Regions from separate parts of the Mus musculus genome. Here region 2 is linked to region 1. Evidence: chromatin contacts called from public Hi-C data. All regions are on one chromosome and are shown on one strand. The core of a region is the stretch at or near the end of the contact, and the rest is flanking DNA. Distances in the headings are between cores, read along the strand shown.

Evidence for each region. Hi-C and Micro-C count contacts between places; a contact is called where the count stands out from the background.
Region 2: a Hi-C map of B cells shows a contact between it and region 1, with 10 read pairs. The contact joins the enhancer-like site here to the promoter of Dnali1 in region 1. A contact is called at or near these places in 1 of 39 promoter capture datasets (embryonic stem cells), 1 of 484 Hi-C or Micro-C datasets (B cells) and 5 of 115 datasets of contacts at active chromatin or transcription factors (embryonic hindbrain, embryonic stem cells, large pre-B cells and 1 more).

What each region holds. Positions count from the first base shown.
Region 1 is chr4:125,061,492-125,067,970 of GRCm38.p6, forward strand. Dnali1 (dynein, axonemal, light intermediate polypeptide 1) reads right to left here and starts at 4,166. Exons shown (of 6, transcript NM_175223.4): 1 at 4,027-4,166; 2 at 3,404-3,549; 3 at 2,062-2,231. The coding sequence starts at 4,107. It overlaps Snip1 (Smad nuclear interacting protein 1), which reads left to right and starts at 5,181. Exons shown (of 4, transcript NM_175246.5): 1 at 5,181-5,461. The coding sequence starts at 5,262.
Region 2 is chr4:125,960,728-125,967,402 of GRCm38.p6, forward strand. No RefSeq gene overlaps it. Among named protein-coding and RNA genes, the nearest start is that of 2610028E06Rik, 42 kb to the left of the region's middle. Within about 2 kb of position 2,179, at least 4 of the 459 cell types and tissues checked have an H3K27ac peak or open chromatin away from gene starts, as enhancers often do. A contact at or near this core is called in B cells, where this site is marked.

The DNA.
Region 1 (6,479 bases), core at 2,916-5,415:
TGTTGTTGTTGTTGTTGTTGTTGTGTGTGTGTTTAGTAAAGATTTTGGTTTCTTTAAAAAAAAACACAGACATTTTATAAGAAGATGTTTTCGATCTAATTCCAGGTGTGGGGTATGAGGCTGCTTCAAGTTGTTCACCAGCTGACTATGATTTGCCTCATGCTCTAGCAGAGGCGTGGGTTTGTCAGCTGCAGGTAGTTTCTGTAACCGTGTGATATTTGGAATTCTGGGAACTTTTCATACATACTAGGGCCCCAAGATTCGGGGGTGAAGGTGGGTTGTTGGTTGTTTGCTGTTGGTTGTTATTAAGTAGTTGTGCACAAAAAAAGAAACAAATGGGCTGGTGAGATGGCTCAGCGGGTAAGAGCACTGACTGCTCTTCCGAAGGTCCTGAGTTCAAATCCCAGCAACCACATGGTGGCTCACAAACATCCGTAATGAGATCTGATGCCCTCTTCTGGTGCGTTTGAAGACAGCTACAGTGTACTTACATATAATAAATAAATAAACCTTAAAAAAAAAAGAAACAATGAGAAGAGGAAACTAGATATCCTGTGAGAAGATCCAGCTGGCTCTAAGCAACTCCATGCCCCTACTCAGCAAGAAGTACTCTAATGATAATGTCACCCCCTTTCCTTTCTATCCTTCTTCCTCTCCTATCTAGTGTTAGGGGGTTGAAAGAGTGGAAAAGTGGGGAGAAGGGAGGAAGAAAAAGAACCCACAAAGTAGCAAAGAACTGGCTACATGTGTTAGTTCCTCTGTGTGTGTGTGTGTGTGTCTGTATCTGTGTGTGTGTGTATGAATTTATATATTTCTTGCTCAGTCCATATTATGTTAGTTGTGTGTATAAGTTTCCAGGGATGTTCATTTGATTATGAAAAATAAGTTAAAAAAAATAATGCCAAGCCTGGAGAGATGGCTCAGCGATTAAGAGCTGGCTGCTCTTCTGGAGGTCTTGAGTTCAATTCCCAGCAACCACATGGTGGCTCAGAACCATCTGTAATGTTATCTGATGCCCTCTTCTGGTATGTCTGAAGACAGCTACAGCAAATTCATATACATTAAATAAATAAATAAATAAATAAATAAATAAATAAATGATTTTTTAAAAATGTAATACCAGGAGTAATGACACACACCTTTTTTTTTTTTTTTGGTTTTTTTTTTTTTTTGGTTTTTTGAGATAGGGTTTCTCTGTGTAGCCCTGGCTGTCCTGGAACTAACTCTGTAGACCAGGCTGGCCTCGAACTCAGAAATTGTGAATAGAGTCGGGTGCTCTAAGTGTTGGGATTAAAGGCATGTGCCACCATGCCTGGCTTATGACACACACCTTTAACCCTAGTACTCAGGAGGCAGAGGCAGGCAGATCTCTGTGAGGCCAGGCCAGCCAGGACTAGATATTGAGACCTATATTAGCATAGACTTATTATGGAAATCTTTGGATAAAAAAAAAAACAAAACAAAGACTCAAAGTTAAAAGTCTTTTTTTAGAGGTAGCCTTGGCTAGCCTGGAAATCACTATGCAAATCAGACTGACCTCGAGCCAGAAAGATCTACCTGTCCCTGCCTCTACCTCCCAAGGGCCTGTATTTTTTTTTTGAAAGATTTATTTATTTATTATATGTAAGTACACTGTAGCTGTCTTCAGACATGCCAGAAGAGGGCGTCAGATCTCATTACAGATGGTTGTGAGCCACCATGTGGTTGCTGGGATTTGAACTCTGGACCTTCGGAAGAGCAGTCGGGTGCTCTTACCCACTGAGCCATCTCACCAGCCTGTATTAAAGGCATATACCACCATATCCAGCTAAAATGGAGTTCTTACCTTACTCCAAAAACCTATCAAAGGGAGGGAGCAGTGAGATGGCTCAGTGGGTAAAAGCCACCAAGCCTGATGACCTGAGCCACTCCCTAGCATCCATCTGGCAGAAGGAAAAAATCGACTCTTGTAAGTTGTGATGATTTCCGAAGGGGGGTGGTTGGCTTGGGGTAACCAGAGCTTGGTTTTGTGCTAGAAGGAGGCAGAGAGTGTGTGGTGCTCACACCACCAAGGCTACTCACCAAAACACTGGGAGTAGAGTTCCCTGCGCACAGGGCAGATGCCTGTCTCCCTGGCCTGCCTCTGCTGCAGCTTCAGGTCCAGCTGCTCCTGGAGATGCACCACATCCATTCTGGTGCTGGGTGTGCTGGACACCTGCTGGATCCATAGCTGTGTGTCTTCCACCCACTCCCTGTGACACAGATACAAGTCACCGAATCTGAGCAGAGGGCCCTTGGAACTCTGCCTGAGCAGGAGCAGGGGGTGGGCATAGGCAGCATTGCCATCATGCCACCCCCACTTCCTACTCTTTCCCAAGCCACGCCCACTCTGCCGCCTCCTCAGGACACCTACCTTAACATTGGGTAGATGGACAGTCTCTGTTCTCCACAAGACTACAACCCTCTGTTCCAGGTCATACCTGCCTAGCGTGTTGAGGACAGATGTGTGGTCATGTTGCTTGATTCGAATAGAAGATGCAATGGGAATTCCCCACACTGGCTTATGGTGGCGACACAGAACACCATAAACCTCATGCAAGCCACGAGGAAGCATTTGTGTGTGTTGGGAGTGTGGAGGTTCTGAAAGTGCTGTGTTTGCAATGGCTGCCCATAGTGAATTCTGTGCTGGAGGAATACCCGAATTCTGCAGTGACAGACTTGTGGGCAGAACGGCAAGAGAGGGAGAAACTTCTAAGTTGGTGGGAGAGGATCCACTAGTAAATGACACCTCTCTCTCTTGGCCTCCATCTCTGGAGAAGTTCACAGGTTCTCAGTGGTTCTCATTGGTGTGGGCATGCATAAGACTATTAGGTGGAGGGTTTTTGAGAGTTCTAGCTAGGCTGTGTAGCCCAGGCTAGCTTCAAACTCTGATCCTCCTGCCTCTGCCTCCTGAGCTCACTGGGCCTTGCCTTGTTAGACATTTATGGGCTTTTGCGACACAACTTTGCATGTGGCGCTAGCCGGCCTAGTACTCCCTTTGTAGTCCAGGCTGGTCTTGACTTTGAGGCAATTCTCCTATGTCCTGCAGAGTGCTGGGATTAAGCACATGCCGGCACACCAGGCTCTCTATGAGGACTCTTGATGGAGGGACCAAAGAATGGAGTTTAGAAGGAAGAGGACTGGTCTAGAAGACCTATATGTTAAAGCAGACATCTAAAGTCAGAAGAGTGCTCAGAACGTGGAGGGCATGGATTTAGAGGGTACCTGCTTGGCTGCAAACATACAACCATACTGAGACCCCATGAACTCCAGAAAGCTGAGAGGAAACCCAAGGTAGGGCACAGGAAGACACCTATGTTCTGGACCAAGAGCTTAGACCTTCCCCTAGTCACTGTGGGCTCCCCACCACCATCTCTCTCTCTACCTTGGAGGCAGGATGGCATTTAAGATTTCTTCTGCCTGTTTGGTAGGATCTGGGACACAGGAAGTTGAGGGCAGCTTGGCCTTGGGTGGCTGTGGGCTTGTACTAGAGGGTCCAGGCTGCTGGATGGTGACTTTCAGTGGCCGAGCCTAAGAAGAGACAGGTTGATCAGTCTAGTACCTCCAGATTTTCCTAGGTCTCTTGTACAGCCGTCCCCATTTCCAGCCTATTTCCCTCATCTGTGATCTTAAAGGAAATATGAGCTGGAGATATCCCACGAGGGATATCTGGCTCTGACCCTGTGTTTGAACTGGTGTTTCTAGAATGAGTGGTCAGGCCTCTGTTCTGACTCTCTAGACGAAGGTAAGTCACTACCAGACCTCTTCTTGGACTTGACTACCACAAACCCCATCTTTTCCATGTGACTTTTCTCATCTTAAATTTGTCCTCTAAGGTCATAGCTAGGCTTCTTGTTCTCTTCTCCCAACCTCCATCCCTGTCCCAATTCCCTTGGCTGTCAGCCCCAGCAATCTGTCCCCTGAAATTCCAGAGATCCTCAAAGCTGGGATGTCTTTTCCCCATGGGAGTTTGTAGGATCTCGCGTCCCCTGAGACGCCTGTTCATACCGTGGGGCTCCGTTTCTCTGTATTCCGGCTCACCAACACCGGGGTGTCATATTTGAGCAGAGAGTCTGCTGGGGGTATCATGGTGGCAGTAGGGGTAACAACTCCGTAGCGGCCCCTGTGGAGTCTTGTTTGCGATCACCATGGAAACCCCTCCTCTCCTTGCCCCATGGATGGGGCGGGGCCTCTGAGGAAGGCGGTGCCGGCCGCGTGCAAGTTTTGTTCTACTGTGCTTTCTCCGCAAGCACTAAGTTTCTTAGTAAAGAAGACTGGACCCCTAGCGTTAGGTCTGTTTCGGTTTATGATGAAATGGACAGACCACCTTTGATTAAAACGGAAGTCATCTAGTGACTCTATAGAGTATTTGGCGACGATTGGCATTTGGAAGCCAGAGGCTGGCAGATCTTTGTGGATTCCAGGACAGCCAAGGCTATATAGAGACACTATTTCAAGAAACAAAAAAGAGTTTCACATTGTTGAGTGTCTGTGTTTCGTAACTACTAATAACGCGCAAGGAACAGAGCTGGGTTAGCTTTCCCACAGGTTTTTTTCTTTTTTCAAAAAAAAAAAAAAAAAAAAAAAAAAAAAGCTGGGCGATGGTACCACACACCTTAATGACAGCATTTGGGAGTCAGAGGGAGGCAGAGTTCAAGGTCAGCCTGGTTATAGAGTGACTTCTAGAACAGCCAGGGTACACTGAAAACCTGACTATGACGGGGGGGGGGGGAGATTGTCATATATATTTTTTTGAGGTTCTGGGGACTAATCCAGGGCTTCGTACTCGCGAGGCAAACGCTCGCTCGGTAACTAAGCTACAATCTCAGCCTTCCCTCCCCTTTTAACTCTTGATTTCTATTTGGCGGTGCTGAGGATGAATTCAGAGCTTTGCGATCTATCCGAGCTACAACTTTTTCAGATTTTGAGACAGTTTCACTAAATTGCCCAGGTTGGCCTCGAAATTACTGCGATCCTCCTGCTTCAGCCTCCCGGGGGGTTGGCCCTGCCTTTTCAGTACTCCAGCCACACCTCCCAGCAGCGGGGACCCCGTGGCCACTCGCGCCGGCGTCCCCAGCGTCTGAGACTCAAACACCTGGGGCCCCGCCCATCAGGGGGGCCGACACCGTGAAGGCTTCTGGGATAGCGCGCTGCCCGGAAGCGGAAGTGCAAAGCTGTCCGTCACTTCCTACGGCTCAAGTGGCTCAACGGACCGTGCAAGTGACTCTCGGTCGGGCCGCAGGATGAAGGCGGGGAAAAGCGAGCGGGAGCGGAGCGGCCGGCGGCGACACCGGTCAGGCGACGCTCTGACGACCGTGGTGGTGAAACAGGAGCGTCTGAGCCCCGAACCCGTCGCGCACCGCCGGCCCGACGCTCCAGCCGCTAGCCTGTCCCCGCCCGCCGCCGAGCCTGGCCACTCGGGTCACCGCGGGAGCCGAGCCCGGTAAGCGAGCCGGTGATTGGGCGGAGGACGGGATGGCGCGGGGGCCGGTGGTGCGAGCGGCTCTGGAGTGCAGAGCACCTGTTGAGTTGAAATGAGATTTCCCCCGCCTGCCCGCGAGTGGATGGTGCGAGTGGCTTCTCCCCTCGTCTGCCTACAAAGACACGTTGGGTCTTGGCGACTTCTTCGCAGCACTCATTCGCCAATGCCTCCATGTGGCATCGATTTATTGAGTGCGTAGTGTGGGTTAAAGATCAATTGGAGGTACTGGGTCACAAGGCAAAGAAGAGAGATGCTTTTTCCTTGGCGAAGTTGGGCAGGCTCTAACTCGAAGAAGGAAAACAACAAATAGATAATTTCAGTCAGTATTAAAGACAGATCAAAACGGCAGTGTGGTAGCGAGAGGCTGGGTAGAAAAAAGAGAGGGCTTGTACAGAGGTGCTCCTTAACGGAGACCTGGCTGGTAGGATTGATCCATTCTCTTGAGTCAAGAGTCTTTTAGCAAAGACTCCAGGAAGGACCAACCCACTGTGGTCGGGCATGCTTGTAACCCAGCAGAGGGGATGCTGAGACAGGAGGTTTCTGAGTGTATACACACAAACACGGCGCGTGCACGATTATGACAGAAAAATATATACATAGAACCTGAGCTGGAATTCTGTTTGTTTTAGAAGTTGAACAACAGCAGCAACAAAAACAAAAACAAAACAGCCAGCATATCTGGAATTGAGAGATGGAGCAGCATTGTAGGCTGGTAGGAAGGATGTGGGATGGAGGACAGGGCAGGGCCCTGAGACCTGCCAAGGGATTGGTTTTGGTTGTTGGAGAAGGGAGTTGTGTTAGGGAAAAAACCAGGCTAGATTGGCTTCCTGGATAGTAGTGCCAGATAGTAGGATGGCGCATCCGGAGAAGAAAGGTTTCTGAGGCGTTGGGGTTGGAGAATAAGGTTGTCTAGGTGAGAAGGCTTAGCAGGCCATTGTGTATGTGGTTGGGAGAAGTGTTTATGGGAAGTGAAGGCCTG
Region 2 (6,675 bases), core at 929-3,428, 900 kb after region 1:
TGATGGACCAAAGGGTCTTGGGGCCCGGGCTAGACGAGGGATGGAACTCACCTCTCTGGTGTGGCCCCACCTCCCAGAATAGGAACAGCTCTTCCTCCCTCCTAACAGTGCCAGGGAGCTGCAGATCCTGCTCTCTAATTAGACCTGTCGCCAGCCGGAATCACTCCCAGGCTGGGCTGGGGAGGTCATTAGCTGGAGATGGATAAGTGCTAAGCCAGCCCCACTCTGGAGATTTACAAGGCACGGGCGAGGGAGGATTTATAAGGTTTGTTAAATTTCTAATTGAGTTTAGAGTGCTATGCCACAGTCCCGGTGACCAAGCTGCACAGGCGAGAATTAAAACAAGTGCCCCTATCCCTCACACTGTAAGAGGACTGTGGCCTCTGCCTCACCTGGCTGCACAGACAGAGGCTGCCCAAAGATGGTGTGGTCCAGCAGGCAACCCCAAACCTGCCCCTCAACAAGTTCTGTCAGTTCCTAGGCCTGACCACAGTCTGCAGGGTCTGCCTGGGCAGACTGGCTTGATTTCTTAGATTTGTTGTTTGTTCATTGGGGGTCAGAGTGTAGGTGGGGGTATGTCCGTGTTGGTGCAGTAACATAGGGTTACATGTGCCTGTGACTGTATGAGGTAATGGTTCACCTCTGATCAGCTGAGGTAGCAGCCGCCCTGCAGGGGGTTTTGATGTTGTAGTTTGGAGGGGGAAGTGTATTTGTTCTGGTGTGTGTGTGTGTGTGTGTGTGTGTGTGTGTGTGTGTGGTGTGTGTGTGTGTGTGTGTGTGTGTGTGTGTGTGTTGAGATGGCACCCTCTCATTGGTTGATGTGAGGCTGGTCAGTTAAGCTAAGCCGCTGGCCAGTGAACCCCAGGGATCCCCATGTCTCCACCTCCCTGGTGCTGAGATTTAAAAAGCTTGCCAAAGCACCTGGCTTTTTACTCGGTGTCTGGGGCTCAAACTCTGGTCCTCGTGGCTGTATACAATTTGCCCACTGAGGCATCTCCCCAGCCTCTCACTCATCGTTTCCAATAGTCAATATAGGCGTGTAATTCATAATTCACACAAAAGCGTACCCAGAGAAAAATCTCTCTTCCCCCTGTGACTCTTAGCCACCACCCTGTCCCCCTCACTGGCAAACAAAACAAAACAGCAGCAACAACAACAACAAAAACCCAGAGTTTAAGCAGGAGGAACTAAAGTTCCACTTAGGTGTCTGAGGATGGGGGTGACAAGCAGCCCACCGCCCTATCACTCCCTCGCTCAGAAGTGCCCACATGGCTTCTCCCACTGCCAAGTGCAATACAGAGCCTTTCTGGAAACACGCTGGCCATGGGCCTTCCTTCTAATAACTGACAGCATTAGCCATCAGAAACCAGGAACACGGCTGACTTCAGAGGGGTTAAAAATGCTCTAGAACAGTGGTTCTCAACCTCCCTAACGCTGCAACCTTTCAATAGCTCCTGGTATTATGGTAACCCCCAACAAAATTGTTTTCATTGCTACTTCATAACGGCAATTCTTCTGCTGTTGTGAATAAATGTGAAATCTGAATAAATGTGAAAGGGTCTTTAGAAGGTCACGATTATAAATATCTGTGAAAGGGTCTTTAGAGCCCCAGGGGTCGTGACCCCTAGATTGAGAACCATTTCTAGAGGACGCAAAACAAGCGGGTGGTTGGATGGAGTCGGGTATCGACACTTAAGACTTCTCTGGGAGGGAGCACCTGACCTGCCGCCTGAATTGCCAACTGTATGAAGAACGGCAGGGACAGTGTTGTTGGAGGGAACAGCAAAGCAAAGGCTCTGGGGCTGCAGTTGGGTAAAAGAGCATAACTGGAAAGAGACCGGTTCCGAGGCCATGGGCACACTCAGAACAGGAGGTTCATTGGGACCAAACACACCCACAGCTGAGATGTGACCTTGGGTGAAGGGTTTTCCTGGGTCTAAGAGGACCCAGCTCTAGAACACTAGGAATGTCCTTATCTTGTCCAAGGTAAGGTTTGGAGTCTAGCACACAGAAGAAGTCATGGAACATTTAGAACAGTCCTCACCCTAATGGACCCGCACTTTCCTTTATGTGGGAAAACAACGGTGGGAAATCCCCCCAGGGCTGTCTCTAAGTGGGGAACCATGGAAAAGGAGCAACAGGAATTGAAACCTGTACCACCTGCATCCGACAGCTTCGGAAAGCCCCGATCCATAGTGTGGGCATCGGGCGCCCTCTGGTGGTGACAGTGCCAATCCAAAGCCTAGAGCTATCAATCATCCTTGTATCCAGACCTGGCCCTCTCCAGCATTATAAATGGGCAGAATGGACAGTACCCACTAAGGATGCCACCTGAGGGGTCACATGTCTGGTTCAGGGTCACACAAGAAGTGGATTTACCTAATGCCCAAAAATATCTATTCATATGTTTGCTCTGTTTCATTAAGCACCTACTGTATACCAACATTGTTCTAGAAACAAGCAACCCAACCCTAACCAAGTCTCTGCCCTCGAGGAAGTCCCCCTCTACTAACGGCAGAGCCTAGACAGTGGTTAATGGCTTCAGTCCCTCCATGGGCTCATATTTAGACCATTTGGTCCCCAGATGGAGGTACTATTATTCCGGAGGATTCTGTATACTTGGAAACTGGACCAAGCTGAAGTAGGTCATAGGAAGCAGGTCTTTGAAGATATCTTGTCCTTGGTCCTTTTGTGCCTCCTGCTCTAACTGTAAGTGTACAGAGTTCCCTATCAGGCATCCTCCAGAGAACCGGGCAGCATGTGTGTTCAGTAAAATGGCCAAGGCCAGGACATAACCACCCAAAAGAAAGGGGACAGTGTGAGCCATCATTTCCATCCCAGAATCACCCCTGCTTACTGCAACTAGAAAGCCTAATTCACACGCTATGGGCAGATCGCCTGGAGTCCTGCCTGAACAGCAAGAAATAAAAGGTCCTAAATGCCCATCTCTGGCCTCACCTAACAAGTCTTAGAAGTACAACCTAAAAGAACAACAAACAGATGAGACAATTATTACATAAATAACCAGGTAATCAATAATTATATTAAATGTAAATGACCCAACACCCACAGTTAAAAAGGCAGAGACAGTCAGGTGGGTTTTTAAAATAAAAATAGAAACACAAGACTTGAGATGAGGTTTACCAGTTATGAGTACTTTCTGCTCTTGCAGAGGACCAAGAATTGGTTCTCAGTACCCACATGGCTGCCCATGACCAGGTATAACTCCAGTTCCAGGGTACTGGACACTCTAATTGGATCTCAGAAGGCCCCTTCATGCACAGATGCATATAATAAACTCCGGCTGGCACACCCAAATATTCAAAATAAAAGTAAATAAATCTTTTTTTTTAAAGCAAGTCTCAACTACCTGTTGTTTCAAAAGAAATACTAAGCTATGCATGGTGGTGCTTACTCTTAATCCTAGCACTCAAGAGACAGAGGGGGAGGTTCTCTGTTGGTTTGAGGCCAGACTGGTCTACATAGCTAGTTCCAGGACAGCTGAGACTAAACAGAACCTGTCTCAAAAAATAAGTATATTAAATATAAAGATAAAGTAGGTTAAGAATAGAGGAATGTGAAGGATGTGGCAGCTCACACCTTTAATCCCAGCACTTCGGAGACAGAGGTAAGTGAGTTCAAAACCAACCTGGTCTACATAGAGAGCACAGGCCAGCCAGGGCTGCAGAGTAAGATCCTGGGCTCAAAAAAAAAAAACTTAAGAATAGAAGAATGTAAAAAGGCATATCTTCCTACCACTAAGTAAGCAAAAACTGAGCCAGGTATGAGCTTGGGTCGTGGAAGCGGGAGACTCTAAAGTTCAAGGTCAGCCTGAGAGACATGAGACCCTGTCTCAAAAAACAACTTTTTAATGAAAAGAGAAGCCTGAGTAACTACATTGACAACAGACAAAATATATTTCAGATCATACCAATATTGCTGATCATAATGACCATGGGCCAATTAATCAGGAAAACACAGCAATTCAAACTGCTTATGCATCTCATCACGAGTTTCAAAATACATGATGCAAAAAATAGAATAGCAACAACAACAACAAAAAAACCAGACAGATCCACAATTATAGCTGGCAATCTCAATATCCATCGCTCAATAACTGATAAAACAGGCAGGCAGAAAAATCACTAAAGAGTCAGAAGATTTAAGCAACACTATAAACAGCATGCTCTAATTGATGTTTTCAGAACACACCATTCAACATCAGAATGCATATTCTTTTCAAGTATGCATGGGAAATTTTAAAGGATCATGGGCTAGGAAGATGGTTTTGTCTGCAAAGTGCTTGCTGCATGAACATGAGGACCTGAGTTCAAATCCCTGGCACCTACATCAAAAGCCAAGCTGGGTAGTTCCCAACTATAATCTCAGCTGTTGGTGAATGGAAACAGGGGGATTCCTCGGCTTTAGTGGCCAGCCAATCTAGTCAAGTCAGTGAGCTTTAGGTTCAGTGCCAGACCCTGTAAGGAGGAAAGATGGCCTGGTAGGCAAAGCACTTGCAATGCAAGGCTGATGACCTGAGTTCCCCAGAACCCAGGTTAAAAACCAGACACAGTGGTGCATGCAGGTACAATTCTGCACACCCTATGAGGAGATAAGGGCAGAGACGGGAGAATCCGTGCAAGCTCCAAGGCCAGCCAGCCTGACATAGGCAGCAGGCAACAAGAGAGGTCATGTTCCAAAGTAGAAGGCAAGGATCAACAGACAAGGTTGTCCTCTGACATGGGTATATGCTGTATGACATGTGTGTGCCTACTCACAGAGAGAGACAGACACACAGAGAGACAGAGGGAGAGAGAGAGGCAGAGACAGAGAGAGACAGAGAATACCTTTAATAACCTGTAAGTCAGTAACTGAAAGGAGAAACCACAAAGTATTTTGAGGAGAATGAAAACTAGGAAACGAGGCTGGATCAATGCCTTAGCCACAAGACACCTCTTGATCCTGCAGAGGACCTGAGTTTGGGTCTCAGCCACTCACATCATAGCTCACAACTGACGGCAATTCCAGCTCCACGGGACCTATGATAGCTAAGCTTCGTCGTCTGCTACACCTGGAATCAACTAAACCCAAACTGCGGGGCACTCTAGAATGAGATTTTCTTAATCAGATTATTTGCAGAAAGAAGACCCACCCTAAATCTGCGTCACATCTCCTGGTGGCGGCCTTCGCGAAAGGACATGGGAGAAGGATGCGTCGCTTCCTGTCTGCTGCCCCCACTCTCACTGCCAAGTTTGTGTATCTTGTTGCTGTGGCTGGCGGGAAATCCAATTTCTTCAGGATTTCAGTGCACACTGAAGACCAGAAGCTCTCCAGGATTCCTCCCAGTCTCCAGCATGAGAAGGACTGCTGGGATACCCAGCCTCCTGGACAGAGCTAATACTGGATTCTCCGTCTTTCCATCATTGAGACACTCGTCGTTGGACAACCTTAAGTCAGTCTAATAAACCTCCTCTCAGTTAATATTTATGTTCATCCTATCGGTTGTTTCTTAAATTTGGTTCCCAGACTCCGAGACCACGCCCATCCAATACTCTAACAAGGCCACACCTCCTAACCCTTCCGTCTCCTTCAAACCGCCACACTTATGTGTGTGCAAGGTCAGAACCTTGAATGAAAGCACCTGAGACCCTCTCCTGGCCTTCAGAGGCACCACCACACATGGCCACATACACACACAGCAACACCCACGCATATACTTAACTTGAAAAACAAACCTTTTGTTTTGTTTGATTTTATGCATATGAGTGTTTTGCCTGCATGTATATATGTATACCACATGCTTGCCTGGTGTCTAAGGCAGTCAGAAGAAGGAATCAATTCCTTAAAAATGAGTTACAGACCGTTGTGAGCTGCCATATGGGTGCTAGGAATTGAACCCAGGTCCTCTGGAAGTAGCAGCAGGTACTCTTAACCACTGAGCCATCTCTCCAGCCCCCTTGTGGTTTTTTTTTTTTTTTTTTCTTGTAGCTCCTGGCTGTCCTGGAACTTGCTCTGTAGACCAGGCTGACCTCAAACTCACAGAAATCCAACTGCTTCTGCCTCCGGAGTGCTGGGATTAAAGGTGTGCACTACCATGCCAGGCTCAGAAAAATAAGTCTTTTTTTTTTTTTTTTTTTTTTTTTTTTTTTTGGTTTTTTGGTTTTTCGAGACAGGGTTTCTCTGTGTAGCCCTGGCTGTCCTGGAACTCACTCTGTAGACCAGGCTGGCCTCGAACTCAGAAATCCGCCGGCCTCTACCTCCCGAGTGCTGGGATTAAAGGCGTGTGCCACCACCGCCTGGCAAATAAGTCTTAAAAAAAGAAAGAAACCGCATTTAATTGGAGGCTGGTTTCACAGTTTCAGAAAGTTAGTCCGTCATCATCATGGTGGGGAACATGGTTGCGCTGAATGGACAGATGGATGAACAGACAGATGGACAGACAGACAGACTGGGCTGGCCTGGGCTTTTGAAACTTCAAAGCCCATTCTCTGTAATAATACCTCCTCTAAGACCACACCCCCTCCAATACTCCAACAAGACCACACCTCTTAATCTTTCCCAACCTTTGACTAGCTAAGCATTCAAATCTATGAGCCTATGGTGGCCAGTCTCATTCAAACCACCACGCATGCGCATGCTTGAGGTCAGAGGACAACTCTGAGGAGTCAGTTCTCT